Regions from separate parts of the Mus musculus genome. Here regions 2 and 3 are each linked to region 1. A link is a contact called in public HiChIP or PLAC-seq data. All regions are on one chromosome and are shown on one strand. Each heading gives the region's core, a stretch centred on a gene start, on an enhancer-like site or on the middle of the called end of the contact. The rest is flanking DNA. Distances are from core to core; before and after follow the strand shown. Region 1 has its middle 130 kb from the start of Gm39920. Region 2 has its middle 99 kb from the start of Sema6d. Region 3 has its middle 130 kb from the start of Sema6d.

Evidence for each region. HiChIP or PLAC-seq counts read pairs in DNA pulled down with a chosen protein or histone mark.
Region 2: an H3K27ac HiChIP or PLAC-seq map of heart atrium shows a contact between it and region 1, with 3 times the contacts expected there. The contact joins two enhancer-like sites. A contact is called at or near these places in 1 of 15 datasets of contacts at CTCF or cohesin (large pre-B cells), 1 of 484 Hi-C or Micro-C datasets (cranial neural crest) and 1 of 115 datasets of contacts at active chromatin or transcription factors (heart atrium).
Region 3: an H3K27ac HiChIP or PLAC-seq map of heart atrium shows a contact between it and region 1, with 5 times the contacts expected there. The contact joins two enhancer-like sites. A contact is called at or near these places in 1 of 39 promoter capture datasets (hippocampal neurons), 1 of 15 datasets of contacts at CTCF or cohesin (pro-B cells), 3 of 484 Hi-C or Micro-C datasets (the C2C12 cell line, cerebral cortex and neural progenitor cells) and 2 of 115 datasets of contacts at active chromatin or transcription factors (fibro-adipogenic progenitors and heart atrium).

Annotation. Positions count from the first base shown.
Region 1 is chr2:124,917,243-124,922,124 of GRCm38.p6, reverse strand. No RefSeq gene overlaps it. Among named protein-coding and RNA genes, the nearest start is that of Gm39920, 130 kb to the right of the region's middle. Within about 2 kb of position 1,609, at least 37 of the 459 cell types and tissues checked have an H3K27ac peak or open chromatin away from gene starts, as enhancers often do. A contact at or near this core is called in heart atrium, where this site is marked.
Region 2 is chr2:124,552,649-124,556,996 of GRCm38.p6, reverse strand. It overlaps a transcript of Sema6d not described here. Among named protein-coding and RNA genes, the nearest start is that of Sema6d, 99 kb to the left of the region's middle. Within about 2 kb of position 2,081, at least 19 of the 459 cell types and tissues checked have an H3K27ac peak or open chromatin away from gene starts, as enhancers often do. A contact at or near this core is called in heart atrium, where this site is marked.
Region 3 is chr2:124,519,599-124,524,172 of GRCm38.p6, reverse strand. It overlaps a transcript of Sema6d not described here. Among named protein-coding and RNA genes, the nearest start is that of Sema6d, 130 kb to the left of the region's middle. Within about 2 kb of position 1,767, at least 13 of the 459 cell types and tissues checked have an H3K27ac peak or open chromatin away from gene starts, as enhancers often do. A contact at or near this core is called in heart atrium, where this site is marked.

The sequences.
Region 1 (4,882 bases), core at 360-2,859:
CATAGTTATTTTGGGACAAAACAGTTACAAACGCTGACTAAAATTACACGTTTCTCTCATTCATACTTGACCGAAGGATAATTTAAGATACTGCTCTGGTTCTGTCGCTGCCAGCATCTGGAGGTCAGCACCAGGAGTGATCAACCCAGGGTACTGCCTGGAGTGAGCAGCATGAAAGACAGTCAACATCTTAAAATAATACGGCTGGATGAGGCAGCGGAGCCTCTTTCCTAAGCATGAGCACGTTTTCTAGTTTCTTTTCCAAAATAATCGGGAGTCACCATCTGTCTTTAAGGATGTCACCATGTTCATTTGATCATCGTCAGTTGTGTCTAAACTTCACTGGTTTGACCTTAGATATTAGGAAGGCTTCCAGTCCCTTGTCACCTCATTTGTAAAACAATGTTACAAAGGGATTTTCTTGTCTCTCTATGGTTGTTTGATTCATACAACACCTAAGCATGATTGGTCAAAAGGACTTTCTAACTAAAGTCAATAAAGTATGTCCTATTTACTCTGTGGTTGCTATGGTTCCATATAATTACAAAAGGACGTGTAGATGAGCAGGTAAAGGGGCTTGCCACCAAGACTGATTGATGACTTGATTGATAACAACCCAACTCTGTGCTACTTACAGGTGCTGATTGGAGAAGTCTGGGACAGAGCCGGTGATTCTGCTGTTTAACCCAGATTGGTGTTTATGTCTCAAACTCTAGGTGGGGCAACCAAAAGCAGAGACTAGGAAAAGCTAGATACCGCTATGTTCCCGAACATATGAAAAGCTGGAAAGATCAGTGTTGGCCAAAGCACAGGAAAAGAGTCTTGGCCATAAATTAGGGGAAGGAATCACTTGTGCTGCCTGAACTCAATCAAGATGATGCTAGAGATTGCATTCATTGTGGCTAAGGAGACGAATCCCAGCACCACCTATGCCAGCCACATGTTGGGATATGGGTGCTTACCTGTGAAGCATTCCAAGTCAGGATGCTTGACAGTGCTTCTGAAACAGTGTATGAAGCTATTTAGCCAAGACGAATGATGCTTATTTGCCACTTGGAGTCCGTTTCACATGTGTACAAACATGGTAAAGCTCTGTTAACTCTTGTGTTCCTGTGTGCACATGCCTGCTTACCTGTGAAGTCAGGGTATTTTCTATTTTTCCCTGTAGGCAAACCGTATGCTTTATGTTTGTAATAATAGTAAAGCCGGTGTTTAGCTTCCATTAAGCATCAGTTAGGCTGCTGACATAGTGAGAACAATTCCTTCCTACGTGCCAATTAGCTTGCACTGGAATGACCCTGATACTGGCTTCTCATTCCATGAGGTGTCTGCAGCAAAGGACCACACTTGGATAAGGTCATCCTTATAGTCCATTGCTTCATTAAATGTCCCCTCTCTTGGTGACCGAGACACTGCTCTTCTACTCAGGGTCACAATGACCTTGTGACAAATTCCTTGCTCATGCCCATCCCACTCTCTAAAATGCCCCTTCCTTGTCTCCTTAAGTTGGAGTTACTGTTAACAACTCCTCCCGGGAAGGCTGGACTTTATCTCTGACTTCAGCTGGAGAATATGTTCCTTGTTGCCTGGAAAGAGCTGCTGGATTCTTGGCCGGGAGCCTTCCCTGCCCTAGTCTTACATTGCCAGCTGGTTTCCTCTGCTCTGCCCTCCTCTGCTTCTTCCATTCTTCCCAGGAATCAGCTGGATCCAGCTTATCTTGAGCCCTGCTCCATTTCTGCCTCTTCCTAAGCCTTCAAGCTTTCCCCAGTGCAAGCCTTGTTTAAATACCCAAGGGCAGTTAATTCTTTGCTGCCCTTTCTGTCTCTGGTTTTCATCCACTATTTTCTCTTGCCACTCAGAGCTTACATCCTGCTCTTTAAACCTTGATATCTTGGCTCCCTGTGCAGAAGTTTTGGATCATTTATGTTTTTGATACTAGAGTCTTAGATAAGAAAATGTTTATTGAAACATTGATGATAAACTAATTTCAGAAATTCCAAGGGTCAATTCAGTTCAAATGTTAATTGGGTCTTCTTCTGTTATCTCTGAGGACAAAGATAATTTTAGAAATCTGGATGAGGCTAACAGAGTTCCTTCTAAACACATTCCAGAGCTGACCACTGTCTGGAGCCTGCCTGTTTTCCTGGGTCATCCTGGTGCCATGGTAACTGTGCCCTCAGTTACAGTGCATGCTCTGAGCTGCTGAATGAGACAGGATGGAGGGGGAGAATGCTGCTCAGGACTCTTCATCCGGCCTCATTGCATCTCCCTTTTCCTCCAAGTGAGAAGAATAGTACCTTCTGAGGGAGCACATAGACTGAAGCTGAGAAATGAAGTTCATCTTAGGGAGGGCATGAGGAATCGTGTATAACGAAGTCACTGATTACCCCCTGACCCCACCCACCCTATCCTCAGGGTCCTTGGGCTTGTTCAGGACAAGGTTGTCTGGCGTTATCTTCCCCTCTTTGGCTACCTTCTTATGCTAGACTGGAGAGCAGCCCTAATCAGCCTGGTTCTCTGTTTCCTGTTCCCTGAGAAAATAAGTCCCCATCACTCCTGCAGGTAAGATAAGGCAGGGTTTCCACCCCTGGGAGGTAGCTGAGCCTCTGTATCCTATCTCACTAGCTTCTTCCAGCCAAAAGCTTAAGACCTTGCCCCATGGGGTCAGACTGATTTCAGAGCACTCTTCTTTTCTCCTACCCCACACCTATTTAAGAACTGCAAATGTAGTTACATCACTAAGGAAGGCTGTGCTTTAAATAGCTCCCTTGATTGTTAAGATCTGGCATACTTGAGCTTTAAGAAGTCCTAACTACAACCCAGGAAACTGACTGGGCAGAATTCAGCTTTCTTACCTATGTTCTTCCCTGCTGGCAGCTGTGAGATCAACAGCCGCCATGTTTGCCCTAAGGAGGCCGAGTTCGCTGGCCTTCTGCCCCTACCCTGCTGGCATAGGCTTGTCTTGTTTTTCTTCTGTCTAGGCCTTCCTCTGAGCCCCAGAGGCTGTTCCTGGAAAGCTAAATCCTCACAAATGGCACTCTATTTTCTGGGTGGTGGAAGGGCAGAAGGGCGTGATGAAAAGAAATAAAGGAACAAAGAAAAACTAAGATGTTGAGAGGAGAAATTAAGTCAAGCCGAAGGGCAGTGTGTACTCTCAATCCCTAGCACCATGAACCTTGCCACTTACTACATAAATAAATCTCTCTTTTCCTCCGAATTATTCTCCATTGCTATGGAGTTTTCTGTTATGGAATCAACTAAACATTTACCTATATTCTTGCTTGTATTTTAAACATTTTAAAAAATATTCAAGTATTATAATGGCCTGGATTTATTTTGGTTTATGATGCTGGTCTAGGGCAGCCTTAGGGACCACGGAAGATCATATGGGAGGAGTGGAGCTACACACAGAAGTGCCTGCTTCCCATGCTCATAGGTGTCTACAGAGCTGCGTAAGTGTGATCTGGGCCTCTGACGGGTCCTGCTTTGGATAATTCTCCCTGTGTGAGAGTTGATCCTTGATGCAAGAATCTTATTGACAGAACTTACTTTGAGTATTCTTGAAATGAACTGGAGACGCTGAGAAATTCTTTCTCACTCCTCACCAAAGAATAAAATAAGACAAGGAAGGGAACTAATTCACTCACTGCTTATCCAGAGCCTGAAAATTGTATGTTAGGATCTTCAGAGGAGGAAGATATTTTATGTAGTTTTTAAAAAAATTTATTCATTTTGTATATGTGAGTACACTGTCGCTGTCTTCAGACACACCAGAAGAGGGCATTGGATCCCATTACAGATGGTTGTGAGCCACCATGTGGTTGCTGGGAACTGAACTCAGGACCTCTGGAAGAGCAGACAGTGCTCTTAACCTCTGAGCCATCTCTTCAGCCCTATTTTATGTAGTTTTAAAAACAAGGAAATTACTCAGAAATTTTGGAAATTTGGAGAATGAAGAATATGCAACTCTCCCTTAAACATCATAAGCCAAAATAAATTCAGACCATTATAATATTTGAATATTAAAAGAAAAAATCTTTAAAAATAAAAAATATAATACAGGTAAATTTTTAGTTGATTCTATTCCAGAAAAACTTCTCCATGGCATTGGAGGAGAGTAAGGAGGGAAATATTGACTTGCTTATGTTGTAAGACAAGAATATGGCGTGTCTTCTGGAAATCAGTCTGGCAATCAGAACATTGGACATAGTACTACCAGAAGATCCAACAATACCTCTCCTGGGCATATACCCAGAAGATGTTCCAACTTGTAATAAGGACACATGCTCCACTAGCATGCCTTCTTTATAATAGCCAGAAGCTGGAAAGAACCCAGATGTCCCTCAACAGAGGAATGGATACAGAAAATATGGTATAGTTACACAATGGAGTACTACTCAGCAATTAAAAACAATGAATTTATGAAATTCTTAGGCAAATGGATACATCTGGAGGATATCATCCTGAGTGAGGTAACCCAATCACAAAAGAACGCACATGATATGCAGTCACTGATAAGCAGATATTAGCCCAGAAACTTAGAATATCCAAGATACAAGTTGCAAAACACATGAAACTCAAGAAGAAGGAAGACCAAAGTGTGGATACTTCGTTCCTTCTTAGAATGGAGAACAAAATACCCATGGAAGGAGTTACAGAGACAAAGGTGAGACAGAAGGAAGGACCATCCAGAGACTGTCTCACCCAGGGATCCATCCCGTATACAACCACCAAACCCAGACAGTATTGCATATGCCAGAAAGCGTTTTCTGACAGCACCCTGATATAGCTCTCTCTTGTGAGGCTATGCCAGTGCCTGGCAAACACAGAAGTGGATGCTCACAGTCATCTATTGGATGGAACACAGGGCCCCTAATGAAGG
Region 2 (4,348 bases), core at 832-3,331, 370 kb after region 1:
TCAGTCCTGAGATAAGAGATGCCCCATGGCTGGATTACAGGAGGAATCATTTTTCAAGGCAGTTTTAAAGACAATTTTACTGTGTTGAGAAAAATCTTACAGAATAGACATATTTATTATTATTATTATTATTATTATTATTATTATTATTTTAAGGGAAGGATCACTGCAGAGAATGAGCTTCTTGGAAGAGAAGTGGCTGATTTTGGAGCCAATCTAGGTGTAGCCTAGCACTTTGGAAATTCCCTTAAGGTAGAGGTTATTAACATCTAAAACATTCCCAGGAAGCCTCCTGGATGCTACAGGCTGCATGTCTTCATCCCTCAAATTGACTTGTTGAATCGTAATACTCACAGGGTAGAATATGGAGATGGGGCCTTTAGAAGACATTGAGTTATGGTAGGGACACCCCTCACTGAAAGGGATTAGTGATCCTATCAAAGGTCCCCAGAGAAGCCCCTCAGACCTTCTGAGAAATACCAAGAGCATGGCCATCTGTGAACTAAGAGCTGCTCCTTCACTAGTCCCCAACAACCCAGCTCTGAATTCTGGAATTCCATGTTCCAGATCTGTGACATTGTTGTTGAGACATTAACATTGTTGATAAGCCCTCCAGTGTATGGAGCGTTGTTACTGTCACCCAAGTGGGCTGAGGCCTCTTTGTGCAATGCTATAGGGATATGAACATATAGCCCAACACAGGCTTCACCACCATGTAATTGAACACCGTTTGCAAAATTGTTCCATGTGATCATTTACTGTTTCAGAAATTCAAGTCCTTGTTTCAGTTGTCCATGCCTTACAACTGACCAGCCTACAGTTTGGTGGCATTTTCATATGCTCACATATTCTGTGGCTCTGGCATTTGAATAGGGCTTGACACCAGTAGTTTTTGTGTTCCATAATTCCAAGTGCTTCAACTGGAGAGACACGAAGCCTGGGCGTGACAGGAATCCTCTGGCTGCCTCTTTATCCCCTTGTCAGATATAGGAGTTAAGAGGATTCCAAGGCTCAACTTAGATCAGGCTTCTGACTGGATCTCCTGGGAACAACTCACACATGTGGCTTAGGCTAGCTCCCAGGATGGCTGTCCCTCAGGGTGATTGAGCTTGTCTCTGTTGTAGTCTGTTTAGGATGGCATAAAACCATAGAAGAGATATGAGAATGGTGACAAACTTGGAGAGCAATTTTCTTTCAAACACTGAAAGTGTATTAATATGTAGACGCTTCACTTGCTGCTTGTGTGATGAGCACAAAGTCTGGATGGAAAAAAGTATGGAGGATCACTTCTTGGACTTTTGGCTAAGACCAAGTGTGAAGAAATATGGAAGAAAAAGAAGAGGTTTGGGAAATTCTCATACCAGTCATGGAAGGAGTAGCCGAGTTTAATTCAGCACCATTCTCTGCACACTGAGTGGCGCATGCGTATATTGCCATTGCATATCCCTGCACTTCCTACACAGTTCCCATTCTGAAGAGATGCCATCAAGCCTAGAGGACTTGCTCCATTCAGAAGCATTTTGTACGCTGCATCCCTCCCGATTCTTTTAAACAGAAATGAAGGACAAGCCAACTGAGCACAAGGTTATCCCTTCAATGCCACAGGGATGCTCTCAGTCAGGCTGTTCCTAAATATAATACCCCAATGGATTACTTCCCAGAGGCTTTCATAGGATGCTGGCCTCATCATGGCACACAGACTTGTCTGGGCCCAACTTCCTGAAGCAGGAAGGCCGTTCTATTTTTTGTTTCCTCTCACAGCAGCAAGGAAGCAAACACTGCTGGAGCAGGAAGTCTGAACAGGAATTTGTTGACAAAAGCAATTTTTGTAGATTTAAGGAAAAGGTGTCTTGTAAATTTCCTCTAACAGCTGGCTGACCATTTCAAGAGACACATACAGGATGTGTGACCTCTAATGCTGTGGGAACATTCAGGATGGGTAAGCACTCATACCCTAAAGCACCTTTTAGGATAGCAATATTTGTGGCCTAAGAATTGAGACAAGGGGTGGGGTCTACAGATAGAAAGAAATCTGGCACTCTGGGTTGGTTCTGGACACACTGTATTATTGAGTCACTGTGCACTCTGGCTTGGCTCTGGATATACTGGGCTGTATTGTTGAGCCAGTGTTCAGCTTTTCTAGGTTAATGTGTGCAAGTCTCTTTTTTTAAAGGAACATGAGCCCAGAGAGATGGAGATAGTGGTTAAGAGAGCTTGTTGCTCTTACAGAGAAATAAAACCACCTTTAGCTTACAACCACCTATTACTCCAGCTCCAGGCGATCCAATGCCATCCTCTGTCTGACACGAGGATAAGGCAGGTAGATGGTGCACGTGCATGCAGACACAAACCACTTGTGCACATAAAATAAAAATATGTCCTTAAGGGAAAAGAGACAAAAGGAATTTCCCAGCCCAAGTCTGCTCATGGGCAGCTTTTCCTGTTCTTCTGTCTGACTGCAGTTTTGGCTTCCTAAGGAGTTCAAAGGAACAACAGAAAAGAAAACAGACGCACAACTGAAGAGAGGAAAGGGAAGAAACAAAGCGGCCAGCTGAGCAGAAAGTGTGGGAACACAGCAACTCTGAGGCCCTAAGAGCCCAGGATAGCTCTAAAGCTGCGGGAACAGACAATCGATTTCCCCCTTCCTCCTCAGAGCAGCAATCTCCACTTACAGAGACACATGAAATAATAAGCCTCCCCCAGTCAACAGGAGCATGCATCAGGTACGTCTGACAAAGGAAGACATTGTTAGGATGTGGAGAGTGTTTCTGAAAGATGAGACAGAAGGGCTCCCAGGTAACACCAGCTGATAGCTGCCTACTCTCCTTACCACTGTCAAAGCTGGGAAATAAAGAAAACCCTTTATGACAATTGCAGCCAGAGTTGTGTAGCATCCATGCTCTCTGAGGTCACTCATGAAGCCTACACAACCTTTCAGATGGATGCCCAACTAAGGGAAATATATAAGAAACATCACAAAGAATTGATGGATGGGTTCAACTCAGAAGATGCTGTAGAGAGCGAGCCTGGGTGCTCAGTAGCAGGTTGCTTGGTTCAGGCCTGGGGAGCAGACAATCATTCCAGACCAGTGGGGCTCAAGTGAGGAGGATGGAAGAATTTCACAGGGTGCATAGTAGGGAGGCAGAAGGCAGGACCAAGGAGGCATGGCAACCATTCTCAAATGCACATACCCACTCACAGATACAAGCACATATACATATTTAAAACTAACTTTGAAAGTCTTTAGGAAAGAAAATCGTCCTATGAAAAAGCATTGCTATCTTGAATGTTTCCTGACATATAGTTGGAGCCTGCAAAACATTCTATAAACACATGCATTACCCCTCTAGAGCTCAGTAGTTATTTAGGTAAAGAATCTTCTCAAATAAATCTGTATAATAGATTTTCCCTCTAGGCATATGTATGAGTTTCTAGGGGATAGAACCCAGGGCCTTGAACATGCTCTACCACCAAGCCACACATCTAGCCCAGAGGACTAGGTATAGCTCAGGTCAGTTTTGAACTTGTGATCCTTCTGACTCTTCCTTGAGAGTAGCAACAAGTCAGGCTGTCTCTGCAGGTTTGAACACATCATTGTCACCTTACTACTTTGAAGCAAGTGACATAGTTTTATATGCATGTGTATAAATATGGAAGGTGAATAGGAATCACCATAAGGACTTGATGCTATGTGCAGTGACAGAATGTCAGGGGTAAGAATCGCTTAACTTTGAAGCTCTGTTACCATATCCAGGGTCATTCATTTTCAGATTGGCTCCCACACTCATTTCTGCGTTTTTATTCATAAGAAAAATATAGATAGTCAAGATAAGGAAATATAATTCAGCAACAAAAGAGGGAGAGAACAGACACACAAGTCAAAAGGCTTCAGTGCCTTGGGAGGGATTCTTAATAGTCTGGGTGTCTATGGGCTACCACTTTTCATTGCACAACGAGAGAGCTGGGTCAAATCAGGATAAGGACTGTACCATGTGTCTGATTTTTCTGAATAAGATTGGCGTTTTCAAAATTTGTCTTCTCCCTTCCGGACCCGTGTAATGTCTTGGCAATTCCTGTGGTTGTTTTTCAACTGAATTCAACAAAGTGCTGAAGTCTTTGGATTGATTTTGTTTCCAGACTGCCCTGTTCTCTGGGTCCTAATGATTTAAGAGCTTAAACTTCAGGGTTTAGTTTCTGGATATCATCAGGTCTGGTGTCTGTTAGTGAATAAATACCATCAAAGCTCCTAAGCATATTACTACTACAGAAAGGAAACACAGCAGAGTCTTAAATCTGTTACTTCTGAGATCCATCTGAGACCAGTTCAGCACCAGGACGTGAAGTCAGT
Region 3 (4,574 bases), core at 518-3,017, 400 kb after region 1:
AAATTAGGTTAATGGTGACACATCTGAAATAGTACACTGAAAAAAAATCAGTCTGTAATACCAAACTAACAGATGTTGGCATTTTTATTATTAATTATACATTTCATTATCATCTGATTATTGTCAAACATCATTTGACAGAAAAAAAGTATAAATGATTCATACATGTTTGTTGTGATGTAAAAAAGGGGCCTGTTTTATTAATGGACTTGAGTCTTCTGATACCATTTTAAAATCGCTAGGTTTAATCAATGAGCAGAATGCTGTACTGCCATACTCTGTTTAACTGTACTTGTTATGCAGTAGAACTCAGCTTCTCATCATGGCTCATCTTACCTACTTTAGTACACAGCCCACAATGACAGCATAGAGAACACGGTAGCACAAGTCTGAGAGGCTCAGCAAACACTACAAAGACAGTTCTCGGAGGTGTCCAGAGAGATACCCGAACGAATGTGATACTTTTGTCCTCGGGAAACTTAATCTTTTTTTCCTTTTCTTTTTGTCTTATTCTAGCAAAAAAGAAACTAAGAACTGGGCAGGACAAACAACCATACAATGAAATTTAAGGTATTGTTTCCACCTCTACTCATATTCTGTCGAATATGCTTATCCAGTACATACTTGGTGGATAATCTGCTTGTGTTGGCAACCCTGCCATTCTGTTCAGATAGCATCCCTGATAGGACTTGCTGAACACTGCACACTTTTTAGATATTGTAAGGATGCCCTGTGATTTGTATATTCTCTGGGGCTTTTGTAGGCACTGGCTGATTTCTGGGTTGAAGTGGGTGTCACTGATGGAGTCTACCAAAAGTGATATTCTCAGCAATGGGAACATTGAGGAAAAGGCAGCAGAAGGGTCATAGGAGTGAGAAGACCAAGGAATAAGCTTTGTATTGTGTCTTCTAGCTACAGTAGAGAAGGAAGCTATACCTGCAAAATCCCAACAACAGAGCTGCCTAAACAATACCTGAACAGTTCCAATAAGAGTTGACATCCCAACATAAATGGGGAAATCTCACGGTGGTCACTCTCCTAGATGACGAGCTATAGGAAATTAACAACTGCACAGAGAGAGGATTAATTAGCCTTATCCATGGATGAAGTCCCTGATTGGTCATCCAATATTGAGTGCTTACAGCTGTAGAAACTGAGTAGACTCACTGGTAGTGTTTATATGTTGATTCATTTCCGTGTATATGGACAGGGGCTTCTTTTATATTTTGGAGGGTGGTCAGATGTGGGAGAAATTGGAGGGAGGGAAGAAATCATATAATTACATTTTAATTAAATAAAATAAATCTCTCCTAAAAAAATGGTACAGAGGAGACCGTTTATATTAAGTCACTGCTGCTTTTATTCACTTGCTTTGAAAGAGCCTAAAAAGAAAAAATTTCTGGAAGTGTCGATTCTCAAAGGCTTATTACAGCATCACATTGGCTCACTGCCTGCTCTCTAATTCCCAGGGTGAAAGTCATTCCCATTGGAGAGCTGTAAGATGCTGGTGATGAGATCAGGGTGAAATACTCCTATGTTCCCGAACACGAGGGAGGGCTCCTGCCATGCAATGCTCTTGGGGGAAATGTTGAGTCCTGTATCTGCTAAGTGACTTACCATGGAAACATTATCCTGGCTTTGAGCCTGCTGTCAGGTCAGTAGTTGGCTCAGCCCAACACTTGTCTGTGATTCTCAACCAAAGGGGGTGGTGAGGAGGAGCAGAAAGCTGGAATAGTCAGAGTTGCATGCCTGTCAGAACTGCTCTTGAGGCAGACACTGTGTAGAGTGGAAGGAATACTATAGTATTCAACAAGAGTATGTGCACAGCCTAGGGCATACTCCAGCCAGGTGGCTGTGAGCCACTTGCCTTGGAAAGGGTGTGTCAGACCATGTTGTTGTGTTTTAGAACACAAGCTAAGTTTTTTAAGAACCAAAAATGAACTCTGAGACCCACATGCTTGTATCCCATTCACTCACTGGCATCTCTACTTAAATTTTTACCAGTGCTCAACCACCATTTAAAGAGCTCTGTGTCATCAGCTATTAGGATGGCTATATAGATCACAGCCCAGCCTGGATCTGGGTGAGGTGAGAAGAAAATAGTCAGGAACTTTTTAATAAGGAAAGACCATCTAGAAACATCCATAGGAGATTTGTTCTTGTAAAACATGGTGGTGAGGGGGTTGGAGGTCTTTTAAATATTATAGGCACCATCAGCTGGCACCTATACTGCCAGAGTGGGACAGATCCAAGAACACCAGATTCTCCTCTACAGCCCCGGGGACAGAGTGAAACCATAAGACCACAGGGTTGGCGGGGGGCTGATGGTGTAAAAGAATGGCTCTTCTATTGACCATTGAGGTTAAAGAGAGTCTCAGCTTTGACCATGAGATGTTCTTGATGTCAGCCCATGTGAAATCAGAAGAGGAAGTAGCAGTGACAACTGCCATATGGCTATGTTCAGAGTGTTGGGTGGGAGCACCAAGAGTGTCCTAGCCAAGGGGAACAGAGTCAACTTGCTGAGGAATTAGAAGTGAGAAAGCTTAAGAGATGACCATAATCCATGCTGGAAGGAGCTAGAATTCCACCAGGGGCAGAGAGGGGTGTTCTTATACCCTTATGGTTTTATTTTGATCCATATGTGATCACAGGAATATTTTAAGGGTAGAGTTAAAGTTTTAAGTCCCTTAAACCACAATGGAGTTGTCAATTTTTATTGTAATGGTCTTAATTTTTCCTTCTGTGGTTTTATTTTTACCAATATCATTTAGTGATGCTTTAATAAATTTAAAACTTTCTCACTGTCACCACAGCCCAGTTCAAGAACATCCCTGTGTCTCCTAAGCATTCAGTGGCTATTTAGTCAAACCTATTTGTCATGTGCATTAGTGTGAAGAGCAAAGCAAAATCTGAAGGATACTAGGTCCTGGTCCACACGAGGCAAGAGCTCTCACTGAGCTTTATTTCAAACCTTGAAATAGGGTCTCAGTCAGTTGCATGTGCAGGATTCAAATTTGTGATTTTTGTTTTCTTAGCCCACTGAGTAGGTGGGTCAATAGGCCCATGAACACCACACTTAGTCTAAACTTTTAACCTTTGGTCAAGATGCAATCCTTATTCACAGTGGCAACCCAGATTGACTTCCCAACTTTCACTCAACCCCTAATTTAGCTAAAACATGTCTAATACCTGTACTGTCCCTGCTGGCATGGCTGACTGGTGCCTAAGCTTAGGCACTCAACTTTGACTGTCTATTTTGATGTCATGTTGCTGAGGGTTATCCAGTTCTCTGATGATCTTCATCCCAGATGTGTTTACAATTCAACAGCTCGCTGAAGTTACAGGTTCAGTTCCAAAGCTGCAGATGTTAGTTGTCAGTCACAAGCTCTGGTCACTGGGTGCTTCTAAGTAGCAAAATATTATAATTATTTATATGTCATGTGTGGTATGGCAATTGGGTACCTTATAAACTCTTTCTGGCTTGGGAGAGGTTATCCCTTCTAGGTCCACTCAAGTCTTAGAGACTTTATAAAGCCAGATCAGGAGCATTTCTTTAAGAGGCAAACTATAATATTTCAAGACACTTCCCTACACCCTAGTCCTCAGGCCTAGGAGACATGACCTTCTTCAGATTTAGCCATTTTAGGGCCAGGGACCACACACCAGGAAATCAACACTGAGGCCAATGCTAGACTGTCAATGTACCTTCATTTTTCTTGGGGACCTGAGCAATGCTATGTCCTTGTTATTGCCCCACTCCTGCCCTTTGTTGTACCATTCTCCAGGTGTTTTTCCAAAGGGGTTCTGACAGGGACTACAAAGAAGGCAGATAGCATGGGGACACCAGGACTCAGGACTCACTAGCTGGGCTGGAAAGCTTCCTCATTTCCTTGTTGTCTACCATATTCTTCAGAGTGAGCTGCAGAAATCTCCAGCTGGGTACCACGAGGCTTTTCTAGAAATAATACGGGATTAGTCACCAGAAAGCTATAATGATAAGTTTGGCCCCAGAGCTCAGAACTGAGCTGAAGAGAGAAACAAAGCAGGGTTACAGCTGAAGACATCAGTGCCTCTTCTTGGTGACTATTAGAACACCTAGCACTAGCAAAGTTCTGGAAAATCTGATGCAGAGTCAACCTGCAGGATCCAAGAGATTATAGCGCTCTACCTTGGAATCACATGCTGCACTTTTGAAGTTGTGTTGCTGGGAGCCACCTCAACAAAGTCCGTATCTTCACCATAACCTAAGTCCCTACAAACATGGAGGAGTTGAAATCATTGATGGTTTCTCTGACTAAAGTGAGATGAAACCAGAAGCCAATAAAGGAAAGACAAGATAAAAACCTCCAAGTAATTGGAACTTAAACAACAAACCTCCAAATAATCCACACTCAAATTGTAAGTCCTCAAGGGAAAAAAATGAAGACACAGAACTGACTAAAAACAAACACACCACACTGTGTGGGATATGATGGGAATCCAGTGAGAAAAAGAAATGTCACAGAAACAAACATTCACCAAGTAAATGAAATGTCTGAAATTGATTCTCTCTTTCCCTGTCTCAAGAAACAGGA